Linked DNA regions of Hordeum vulgare: region 1 is linked to region 2. The links are chromatin contacts, called in public Hi-C maps. All regions are on one chromosome and are shown on one strand. The core of a region is the stretch at or near the end of the contact, and the rest is flanking DNA. Distances in the headings are between cores, read along the strand shown.

What was found. A called contact is a pair of places that touch in the nucleus more often than the background predicts.
Region 1: a contact with region 2 is called in a Hi-C map of seedling, with 3 times the contacts expected there. The contact joins the promoter of LOC123449440 here to the promoter of LOC123449437 in region 2. A contact is called at or near these places in 2 of 6 Hi-C or Micro-C datasets (leaf and seedling).

Annotation. Positions count from the first base shown.
Region 1 is chr4H:550,291,372-550,297,336 of MorexV3_pseudomolecules_assembly, reverse strand. It overlaps LOC123449440 (RNA cytidine acetyltransferase 1-like), which reads left to right and starts at 3,594. Exons shown (of 24, transcript XM_045126671.1): 1 at 3,594-4,095; 2 at 4,172-4,294; 3 at 4,465-4,638; 4 at 4,740-4,850; 5 at 4,942-5,075; 6 at 5,157-5,250; 7 at 5,334-5,432. The coding sequence starts at 3,727. LOC123449442 (18S rRNA aminocarboxypropyltransferase) reads right to left here and starts at 3,379. Exons shown (of 10, transcript XM_045126673.1): 1 at 3,193-3,379; 2 at 2,880-2,917; 3 at 1-4. The coding sequence starts at 3,278.
Region 2 is chr4H:550,021,603-550,027,983 of MorexV3_pseudomolecules_assembly, reverse strand. LOC123449437 (sulfate transporter 1.2-like) reads left to right here and starts at 3,565. Exons shown (of 12, transcript XM_045126667.1): 1 at 3,565-4,985; 2 at 5,082-5,289; 3 at 5,410-5,584; 4 at 5,671-5,736; 5 at 5,823-5,936; 6 at 6,038-6,154; 7 at 6,253-6,379. The coding sequence starts at 4,490.

The sequences.
Region 1 (5,965 bases), core at 2,345-4,844, 270 kb before region 2:
TTGTCTGAAAAATCAAAATATCATAATCAATAGTTCAACACTAAGATTTCAGGAATGTTGTAAACTGTAAAGCAATTTCATGAAGCTCATAAGTCCCAATATGGATGTGACAGCGGCATACATTGTTATATAACTGCAAAGTTGCATTCGATAAGTAGTACTATAATTTATGAGCTATTAAATTCATATAAATTGTAACCTATGAAATAACTCTAGTCAATAAATGAATGGGAATTCAGATGGTGAGTGCCCACTCACCCTAGGTGACCGTACCAGCAAACAATAAGGGTGTGTTTGGTTTCAGTCACCAACTGGAATGGCATGGGTCTGACCTGCACCTAGGACTCGTTCCTGTGTTTAGTACGTAACTGGAATGGAACCAGGTCGTCCCCACCGAGCGAATATTCACCCCAGATCCCTAACGCGGTCGTTCCTCCAAATCGGTGGAACCACGTGGAACCGGCCTCTCGCACTCGTGTCTCTCCACCCTTCTCACCAACTCACCCAGCCCACGGCTCACCACTCTCTCTCTCTCTCCCTCAATGGCCATGGCGGCCCGGAGGTCGATTTGTGCTTGTCCCATGCACCTCCATTGCTCTCACCGCAGCCCTCACTCTCGCCGCACCACAGGGCATCTAGCAGCAGCCCCTTCTTCACTAGTAGCGGTTGAGACGTGCGGATCCGCCTCTCCTTCAAGGGTGTAGAGACAGAGTGGTGAGCCGCGGGTTGGGTGAGTTGGTGATGACATTGACCAAGGATTTAGCGCGTTCCTACGCCTCCGCGATCTAACCGAAGATCTGGCGGCAGTGGAGGCCACGGTGCGGGTTGCTGCGAAGGAACTGAGCAAGATGTTCCGGGCTGAGCTATAAAGATCATTCAGCGATCTGCATCTGAAGTTCAGTGAATTGTACATAAGCACAAGCATACATGAGGCATCACAGTGATGGCCGTATGCGGTGTGCTGAATTCCTTGAACCGCTTGCAAACTTTTACTGTGAAATGCTATTGGGCGATAGTGGTTTTGCATCTTGGAAAAGTTCTATTAATAGGAGCATTTTTCTGAGTCCAAGAGAGTGGGCAATACTAAGCTGAATTTCATAAGCATCTTGATCAGAACTTTGGATGAAATATTCAGGAATTTCCCTCAATGTGATGGCTTATGCACTCTGATAAGCAAAAGCATGCAAGTGGTGAGACGAACAAATCCATTCCATTCCATTTCTCAAACCAAACACCAAAATCTAACCATTCCATTCCTCCGAATTACCACCACCAAACACAAAGACGGAACCAACCCATTTAGTGGAATGAAACATTTTTTTTTTAATTTTCAAACGAGGGGGGGGGGGGGGGGGTTCCGCCACCTGTATATTAATCAGAGGGCAAACGCCCAGATGATTACAGGCGCACATGAGGCACCATGAAGAGTTTTACATCAAGGTTCAGAGAGAGCGATGGGGGGGGGGGGTAGTGACAGCCCCCATCAACCAGACAACGCTGAGAGCGCATCTAGCCAAATATCAACATGGGACCGACAGTTTTCTCGCAGCCGGACACGCCACAATAGCGCATCCTCAAGGCAACAACTGAGCGCTCAAGCAAGGGAACACGACATCGTTCCGGTGTTTCCATAATTGCCAGCAGCATAGCATGGCGAACCCGCCCGCAGACTGTACCACGGAGCCAGCAGATTCCGCCAGAGATCCCAGACCGTCAACGGACATGGCAGCGACGGAGATGCCAATCCCCCTCCAGAACGCATTAGCAAAAGGGCAGGAGAAGATCAGGTGATCCGCGCACTCCAACGTCTCCGAGCAGATGGGGCACCCAACGGCGTCCGCAACTACAATGTTTTTCCTCAACAACACGTCCAGCGTGTTGAATTGGCTTTGCACCAGGAACCAACAGAAAAACTTCACCCGCGATGGTGCTCGGGCTCCCCAGACGAGCGCCGCGTAGGGAGTGCCCACGCCTCCGAACCGAAGCATTTTGTAGATCGAGCTAGCAGAAAGCCGACACCGGGTCGCGGCGACATGGACAAGCGTCCACTCGTCACCGCCCACCCTGACAGTGGCTATCGCCAGGATCTCCAAGACAGCAGCCAGCTCGCGCTCCCCCACGCGTGTGAGTCGCGGGACGAGGAAACTGTGCAGACCCTCGGCCCACACTTGCTACACCGTCACCTCGGGGGCCGTGGAGTGCGAGAAGAGAGCCGGGAAGACCATCGCGAGAGCCCCGCACGGCAGCCAGCGGTCGGCCCAAAACGAGACAGTGCGCCCGTCCCCGCGTCAACAGTGGTGAGAGCGCGGTACAACGGGATCAGCCGAGCCAAGACACCCCCCCCCCCTCTGCTCGCCCAGCGCACGGTCACCACGCGGCAGAAGAGAGTGACCGTCCGCGACAGCCCAGACCCAGGCTGCCCACCTTGATCGGGGGGCAGAGTGCAGACGGTGGATCATTTTCAACAGAAGGCTTTCATTCTGGGCCGCCAGGTTTCGGACTCCCAATCCACCTTCAGCCTTAGCACGACACACACGATCCCAAGCCACCCGGCATTGCGCACCGGAAGCCCTTTCCGCCACATTCCACAGGAAAGCGCGCCTCAAGGCGTCCAGCTCCCGAAGCAGAGCCGGCGACAGAAGCAGAGCAGCCATGGCATAAGTGGGTAAGGCGTCCAGCAGGAATGGAACAATGACATTCCATTCCACTTCGTTCCCAAATCAAACACACCCTAACTCACTGCATGCTAACGACACTTTATGGGCGGTATATTTTCATGCACATATATCTCAATCCCACATAGCAATTTATCAATCATATGCCCGTTTAGAGCAAGAGATATATCCCTAAACAAGAAGGAAATTCCAGGGAACTTGTACCTTCCTGCCTTGGAAGTGATGTCCCAGGAGCATCATCGCTGAAATTGAAGATAAAAGAACGTTATATACTGCCGTTTGTAAAAATAAAAGATGCTGGCATCACAATCCAAATTCGCAATTCCAACTGAAGCATACATTTCATCCTCTCTGCATCACTGGGATCAGGTAAACACGAGTAAAACCTAGCCTGACTGCAAAATCCACGGCCCAAAAAATTCAAGCAAAATCCTACAGGCCCTTAAGCAGAGACCTAGAGAAAGGCAGAACTGTTTGGACTGGAAACTAACTAAGCGTTCGGAGGAAGTGGAGTTACCACGAGGCTTCTTGCTTGGTGCGGCGCGAAGAGGAGGAGGAGGACGACGAGGATCCACGCCCGCGCCTATTGCGGTGGTACCCCATCCTCGAAGACTTGCCAGCGGCGAACACCTCTTCCGGCGGCTGCGGCGGCGGCGGCGTTGTTTGGCTCGGGAGAGGAAGCCCTGAGAATACTTCTTCGGTGGAGCCCACGTATAGCCTCTGCAAATGGGGCCCCTAACGAAGTTGGTCCGGGCCTACCAAATTGACCGTGAAGGTTGGGCTGTGAGCCCAACTTAGCAGGCCGCGGTTCTCCAGCCCATTCCATCGACGAGGTCACGAGGCCAGAGACAGAGACCACTCTCGACAGAAGAAAGAAATGGGGGAATCTGGACCGTCGAAGGCACCCGCATCCGGCCGTCCACGCACCCGCTCCGCTCTCCTCCTCTCCGTCTCATATCAATTAGGTGGACGCCGGCAGCCGGGAAAACCCTAGCTAAACCCCAGCCCCCAATCCCCATTCGCCAGAGATAACCGGCGGGCGGCGGCGAGGATGAGGAAGAAGGTGGACGAGCGCATCCGCACGCTGATCGAGAATGGCGTGCGGCAGCGGCAGCGGTCCATGTTCATCATCGTCGGCGACAAGTCGCGCGACCAGATCGTCAACCTCAACTACATGCTGGCCAAGTCCCGCGTCAAGTCGCGCCCCTCCGTGCTCTGGTGCTACCGCAACAAGCTCGAGATCAGCAGCCACAGGAAGAAGCGCGCCAAGCAGATCAAGAAGCTCATGCAGCGCGGGCTCATGGACCCCGAGAAGGCCGACCCCTTCTCCCTCTTCCTCGAGACCTCCGACATCACCTACTGCATGTACAAGGACTCGGAGAGGGTCCTCGGCAACACGTTTGGCATGTGCATACTGCAGGTATGGGATAGCTTCACAGGCTGCTGATGAATGTTGCTGCTCTGCCTGGAACTAACTGTGTGTTTGCTCTCTGCAGGACTTCGAGGCGCTGACGCCCAACCTTCTGGCCAGGACCATTGAGACCGTTGAGGGCGGTGGTTTGGTCATCCTGCTGCTCTCTTCGCTCTCCTCGCTGACCAGTCTCTACACGATGGTCATGGTGAGCTCAGTTTTCTGTTGCACGTTCATTTGCTATTGCTTTTCACCATAGCTGATTCAATTTTGTGAGCAAACAAGGATAAATTTGGATTCAATGCTGTTGATTAGCTTATTTGTTTCCGCCCTATCCTGCTAAGGTAAAGTAAACTTACACGGGCCTTATGCTAACAGGACGTTCACGAAAGGTTCCGAACAGAGTCTCATACCCAGGCAGCCACAAGGTTCAACGAGCGGTTCTTATTGTCCATAGCGTCATGCAAATCATGTATTGTGATGGATGACGAACTCAACATTTTGCCTATATCATCTCACATGAAATTTATACAACCAGTTACAAAGAATGAGGTATGAAGTTCAGCTGGTGAAATTATGCATTTCTTGAAGATTCTAGTTGTGCCTATTTGGTCATCTGAGACATGCATATTTTATTATCACCATGTGTTTAGGATTCTGAGGGATTGTCTGAAAGGGAACGAGAGTTGAAAGACCTAAAAGATCAGTTCCGTGAAGACTTCCCGGTTGGCCCTTTAATCGGAAAGTGTTGCACAATGGATCAGGTACAATTTGCCTCTTACCCTGTCCAAAATTTCCTTTGTTATGTTTTTTTTGTTGTTGTCATAAACTCAAACTGAAAAACAATATACGCAGGGTAAAGCTGTTATCAATTTCCTAGATTCTATTTTGGACAAGTCCCTTAGGAGCACGGTTGCCTTGCTTGCTGCTCGTGGACGTGGGAAATCAGCTGCCCTTGGTCTTGCTATTGCTGGAGCCATCGCAGCTGGGTAAAGCTTAACTCAGTAGTGTTATTTATGTTTTTCATTTCATGTGTTCCTCTTGTTGAGGCTAATGATTTGTCTTTGTAGGTATTCAAATATATTTGTCACCGCTCCAAGTCCTGAGAACTTAAATACACTATTTGATTTTGTCTGCAAAGGAATAAATGCAATGGAGTACAAGGTATATGTCTAATATTTTGTTTTGTTGTTAAAGTTTAAATATATGTTATGTGAACACATCTGTGCTGTATTCCCCCCTTTCAGGAGCATTTGCATTATGATGTAGTGAAGAGTTCAGATCCAAATCTCAGGAAAGCAATAATACAAATAAACGTCCATAAGCAACATCGTCAAACAATCCAGGTGATAAATCATTAAAATTACTACTTGGTTGCTACCAGCCTACCAATTCCTGGTCCTTCTGGGATGTTTAGCTTTTAAAATTTAACTTCATAGTGAATTGGTGAAGAAGAGGGCAGGCCTGGCAAAGTGGTGAATTCCTCCCCACTTGTGCAAAGAGGTCCTGTGTTCGAACCAGCTACTCTGCATTGCACTTCGCAGGGGTAAGACTAGGTTCCTATAATCCCTCCCCAGAACCCACCTTGTGTGGGAGCTTCTATGCACTGGGTCTGTCCTTTAGTGAATTGGTGAAGGACTTCAGCGTCTAATGTTGAAACTTGAAAGGGATCCTTTAGCTTCCTGCTTCCCTCGAAAACCTTGCAAGTTAAATTTCTTCAGCAAGAACTTAAAAGCCTTTGGTTCCTTTAAGATAAACCTTACACAGTTATGCCCTCGACAATGGTGGCAACTAGTTGGATTATTTACTTATCAAGATTCTGCTATTCCTGAGAACCATAATTCATCTTTGCTTGATGATGTACAGATGAAAACATGGT
Region 2 (6,381 bases), core at 2,316-4,815:
CTTTACCTTGCCTCATTGCTACGAAGTGTTGAAGGATGATGAGAAATGAAAGAAGCGTGAAGATTTGGATGATTTGCATTTGAGCAACAAACACAAGCGCACAATTGAGTTGAATGATGATGAGGAGGAGGATGATGCATCAAGTGATGACGGCAAGAGAAGCCCCACACCCAACTCGGTTTCATACTCGAAACCAAAACGACCGGATGGGTGCAAGAAGGACAAAACCGAAAAGAAGAAGAGGAAAGGAGATGATGAGCTCACAAATGCTATGGAAGCTATTGTGAAGGCAAGAAAAGAAGCGAACGAGGTGAGGAAAATGGCAAGGAACCAAGATGTCGCGGCCGAGGAGAGGAGGTTGGCGGCCGAGGAGAGGAGGGTGGCCGCCGAGGAGAGGAAAGTGGCATTGGAGGAGAGGAAGGTGGGCATGGAGGAGCGAGCTAAGTTGTTGGAATGGGAAAAGCACTTGTTCTTCTTAGACACATCTTTGTTCAATGATGCGCAAAAGGAATATGTCAACCTTGCCCGTGAAGAAGTGTTGATTCAAAAAAGAGCCATGATCCGCACAATGGGTGGCGGTGGCCTTGGCGGCATGGGTGGCGGTGGCCTCGGCGCCATGGGAGGCATGGGCCTCGGCGCCATGGGAGGCTTGGGTGGCTTCGGAGCCATAGGAGGCATGGGTGGCTTTGGAGCACCCTCCAACGCTATGGGAGGCATGGGTGGCTTTGGAGCACCCTCCAACGCTATGGGAGGCATGGGTGGCTTTGGAGCACCCTCCAACGCTATGGGAGGCATGTGCCTCGACGCCATGGGAGGCTTGGGTGGCTTCGGAGCCATAGGAGGCATGGGTGGCTTTGGAGCACCCTCCAACGCTATGGGAGGGATGGGTGGCTTTGGAGCACCCTCCAACGCTATGGGAGGCATGGGTGGCATGAGTTTTGCTTCTCTCATGGGAGGCATGGGTGCACCTCCGGCCATGGGTGGAATGTCTTTCGATGTGCCTCACACACATGCCCATGAAAATGCCATTGAAGATCTTGCCAAGACCGTCGGAGCTACACGTGATGCGGTGCGTGATGAGGTTAGGGAGGAAGATTCATCTTCGAAGGCGGAAGAATCGTCTTCGAAAGACGAGGAAGATGGTTGATGTGTTATATGTCTTCAACTTTGTTGGATGAACTTGTATTTTGAACTTGGTTTGCATTTTGAACTTGGTTGGATGAACTTGTGGGCATGACTTTTATTCATCAACTTGTTTGTGTTAAATTTCACATGTTCATTGCATTTTGATGAATGTTTCAACCTATTTTTTGTCCAAATGCCATATATTTGGGCGCTGCTGGAACGGCACGCGCGCTGCATTTTAAAGCTGCTGCTAGAGCCAGCACTGCGCGACGCGCCAAACCAGGCAACCAGCGTGCGGCAAACATGCTTTTTGGCGCGGCGCGAAGCGCGGCTGTTGGAGATGCTCTAAAAGGGTCCAAATAAGGGTCCAAATAAGAACGGTAATGCTGTCATGCTTCACCCGCAAAAAAAGAAGGGTACTGTTGCCATGCAAGTCTGAAGAAATTGTTACCCTCCTACAACTAAAATTGTTATAAAAATATTCGTAATTCCCACCCCAATGAATGCTTTTTTTTTTTTAGAGAAACCGCAGTGAATGTTGGCCAGCTAAGAGTGTCAAAATTATAACGCACCGTGCGGTTGTCGACAGTACAGCAGCCTACATGCAGTCCCAGTGAAATACCAGCCTCTTAAACCCGTGAATATGGAGCAAAGTCAACGTGGCAACAGGTGGTTAACTCCCATCCCGTTCTTCACGCCCGGGCTGCCTCCCCCACCAGGTTCATCGAACCTGGACACGGTTTGACTCTCCCTCCCCTCTCTCTTTTCGCTTCTTCTTCCTCCCATCTTTTAAATAGTGATGAAGGAGCTGTCGTAGATCTCCTGACCCACAATCGCGTCCACGTTCGGAGCGACCCTCCACCATCCAATCTGCTGGAAGGTATAGTCGGAGTAGAGCACCGGTGGGGCCCAGGAAAAGCGAGGAGGAAAAGGTCTGGAGCTCCACGAAGGTGCTCCCAGAGGAACAGCACGGTAAGAAGAAAGACCACTTGTTCCTTCTTTTCGATTTCTCTCCATATTTTTTCTCTCTCTTTTTGCACATCTCAGCAGGGAATAAGCCCCACAGAAAAGCTGTTTTTCGACCGCGTATTCGTAAAGGGTTTTAGTCCCTGCCTTTCTTTTATCACCTCCTCTCTGTTCTTTGGGTGACTGTTTTCTTTCTCGGGGCATCAGGGTTCAGTCTTCAGTGATCTAGATGATTTCCGGAATGTTAAACAAGAACTGTTTTCCTTTGATTTCTATGATGATAGGATCACTGGATCAGACACTACAGTGACTTATTCTTATGTTGTTTATTTTTATCTTGGGTTTTGACCGGGGAGTTTTATGTGATTTCCCAGTGTTTTTCATGAACGAATACTTCCATTTTATCATGCGCGCACTCTAAAAAACTGCCATTCTATCATGCATGGGCATGGGTGGAATATGATCTACACAGAGCAGTTACTGTGTCGCTCAACATTGTAGATGCTCCTATCCTGAAACTGTATTGAAAATAGCAGAGCACACTGGGCCACCACTAGAATGGAAAAAGGCTACAGCTGCAACGTGTGCTTAGGGCCAAGGTTCGTCCGCAAGCGAGTGATGAGAGCCACCGAGAGTGCAAGGAAGGAATCTGTTAGGCAGAGAAGCGCGTAGGTTGGCGCTGTGCATTTCAGGGCCGTCCACCATGTCGCCCAGCCTCATCGCATATCGCTTCTTTGACCAGGTTCATGCAATCGGCAGACCGCATTTTCCAAAAATACTACGAGTATTGGTTAATTAGGGAAGACAAAGAAAATAAACCAATATAATCGAGCTATTATTGCGACGACTAACTGTGTCGATCTGCAGTCTGATCCTGCACTTCTGCTGCTGCAGATCATGTTCAGATGGTGTGTAACTAGAGTTAACAACTGCATTATTGGGGCCTGCAACCTGCCTAGTCCAGGAGACAGACTATATTATAAGGTGTAGCATGCCATTAGCAGTGGAACTTGCACATAACTAGGGTTAGAAAAATCTATTTTTGTTCCCTTGATGACTGGATCAACTGTTTTAGAAACAAGGGGTCCTCCTACCGATTTCCGTTGAAGAAACCGCCAACTAGTTCAGTACAGCAGTACATCAGAATAAGAAGCAAAAGAAAGAGAGATTCTCGCAAACTATGCTTGTGTAACACATGCACAAACATAGGGCAGGCTAGAAATAGCCGCAGGCTAAAAATTGCAGTGGACGGTGCTCTTCTGAATCCTTAAGTTTCTGTATGGCTTCACAAGTCATAACACATGCATTTGGGTAAGCCTAAATGTTAAAATTGCACAAGTCTGGGTCCCTTTATGTCTTATACTTTCTATTCATTGGATTTTGATTGCGCATTAAGCCAACGTGTGCATGACTCGACGGTCCAGGAAGGAAATCGTTCCTTTTCAGCTAGAAAAACTGCCAACATTTCAAAACTGTATTTGATGAAGATTGCTACCTGCTAGCATATCTTAATAAGTTTCCCATGTAGGAATACATAACATACACCCATTTGCTCAAGTCCACTCTGGCCCATATGAGTTTTCTTCAATCACATTCAAGCACACACAGAGAGCTGAAACCCAGTTTCATTGTTCCTTCTGTCACCTGTCGCTGAAACCGTTTGATTGTTTACGCAGAAATGATTTACAAGTTCAGCAAGTGATGAGCTGTGAGAATAACCTATTCATTAGGGTAGGCGTTCCCCGCGCTATGTTGAATGTGGTGCGATTTTCGACGCAGATGCATAATTTGCAGCTTAACTTATCTCTTGGCCCTCCAATTAAAATATAGGAGTTGACCTTCATCACAGGCGCCGGAGCTTCTCTGCATCTATATATAATGGACATTCCCTGGCTTCTGAAAAATCACCACAAAGCAGCAGGCCTTTGTCTTTGTGGGCTGAGTTTCTCCAGTAGTCATACACTCATACTTGTGTATGTTTTCTTCCTTTCGTCTATTAGTTCTTCATTCACGGTGAAGAATGATATGCAATGATCAGTGGTGTTGGCTGCTTCCATTCTTGATATATATTGTTGTTCATGCATATGAGTTTCTGATTCCTTCCTTCAGTTCTGAAGAAGACCCTTGGTCTTGGTTTCCTTGATGTAATTTGTTTCATTCAGTTCAGAGCTTAGTTGCACCATGCATGTAGAGGGTCATGCATGTCCATGCATGTCCATGCGTGTGTGTATGCTTTATTTGATTATTAGTACTAATGATTTCTCCGTCTAAATTACATGGAGAGTTCGTTTACATCTAACTTCAGTTCTGCACTAATATATGTTAATTATCTCACTCGTTGCTTCATCTTCAGGCAAACGTATCCGTCTGCACATAGGCGCACGCAACGTCCGCAAGAATGCCGAGAACCGTGTCGGACGGAGGCGAAGATTTCGATGGCGACGTCTGCAGCCAGACGGCGTCGCAACGTCACACCGACAGCACCCACCACCACCATGGCTACAAGGTCGGGTTCCCGCCGGCCAAGGGCGTCTTTGCCGAGTTTGCCGAGGGGGTGAAGGAGACGTTCTTCGCCGACGACCCGCTGCGGGAGTACAAGGACCAGCCGAGGTCCAAGAAGCTGTGGCTCAGCCTGGTGCACCTCTTCCCGGTGCTGGACTGGAGCAGGAGCTACACCTTCGGCAAGTTCAAGGGGGACTTGGTCGCCGGCCTCACCATCGCCAGCCTCTGCATACCTCAGGTAGCTGGCCGGCTGTTCTTCTTGCATGCAGCAATCACGGTACAGTTGGTTGGTTTGTCCACTCCGGCATGCGTTCTCATGGTGTCTACTCTTATCTTGCACCAGGACATTGGTTATGCCAAGCTTGCCAACCTGCAGCCACATGTTGGACTGTGTAAGTTCACATGAAACACGGTAGAATGCCCAGTTTTGCTCCTGCAAGTATGCATGCAACTAGAATGACCAGAGTTTTGCTGGGTCCTTTTCGCAGATAGTAGCTTCGTCCCGCCTTTGATATACGCCCTGATGGGCAGTTCCAGGGACATAGCCATCGGTCCAGTGGCCGTCGTGTCGCTGTTGCTCGGCACTCTCCTCCAGGAAGAGATCGACCCCGTCAAGAATCCACTTGAGTACAGCCGGCTGGCGTTCACCGCAACCTTCTTCGCAGGGATCACTCAGGCAATGCTCGGATTCTTCAGGTGCGCATGGCGACATGGTCCCCCGGTGCCTGTTAACTTGCCAGTTCATGATGACATATTGGCATGAACACTTGAATACGTCATCTGTTTTATGTAGTCTCTGACCGGACTCTGCTGCAGGCTAGGGTTTATCATAGAGTTCTTGTCTCATGCGGCCATCGTCGGGTTCATGGCCGGTGCCGCAATCACCATTGCCCTTCAGCAGCTGAAAGGCTTACTTGGCATAGCGAAATTCACTAAGAAGTCTGATATCATATCGGTCATGGAATCGGTATGGGGAAATGTTCAACATGGGGTAAGATATCATACCTTTTGTATACATTTAACTTCCGGGATAAAATCAAATATTTCATAAAACTTACGCTTGCGGTGTTGATTCAGTGGAACTGGCAGACGATATTGATTGGATCGTCCTTCTTGGCATTTCTTCTAACTACAAAATACATTGTAAGATAATAATACATGTGCGTAATTTCATCTTAGTTCTCCTTGACTACTTGTGATGATCATGCTGTTCCATTGGGATAATTCAGGCCAAGAAGAATAAAAAGCTCTTCTGGGTTTCTGCAATCGCTCCTCTCATTTCAGTGGTCATATCCACCTTTTGTGTGTACATCACCCGTGCGGACAAGCAGGGCGTTGCAATTGTAAGTCGTACTTGACTACTCGCCACTTTTGCCATCGGAGTAACTGTGGTAACAAGTTAGTCGAAGACAAACAATATGGGCTAATCACTAATTAATTGCAGGTCAAGAATATAAAACAAGGCATCAATCCACCTTCATTTGATCTCATATATTGGTCTGGCCCATACTTGGCGAAAGGATTCAGAATTGGTGTAGTATCCGGAATGGTTGCCCTTACGGTAATAAAAACTTCATTGCCTTTTCAGTTTCAATTTTTTCCGCATGGATTTCTTTTAGGACATCCAACAATGTGTCAAAACTAATGCAAACCTTTTAGGAAGCAATTGCAATTGGAAGAACATTTGCTGCCATGAAGGACTACCAAATAGACGGGAACAAAGAAATGGTGGCTCTAGGAACCATGAACATTGTTGGTTCAATGACTTCGTGCTACGTAGCCACAGGT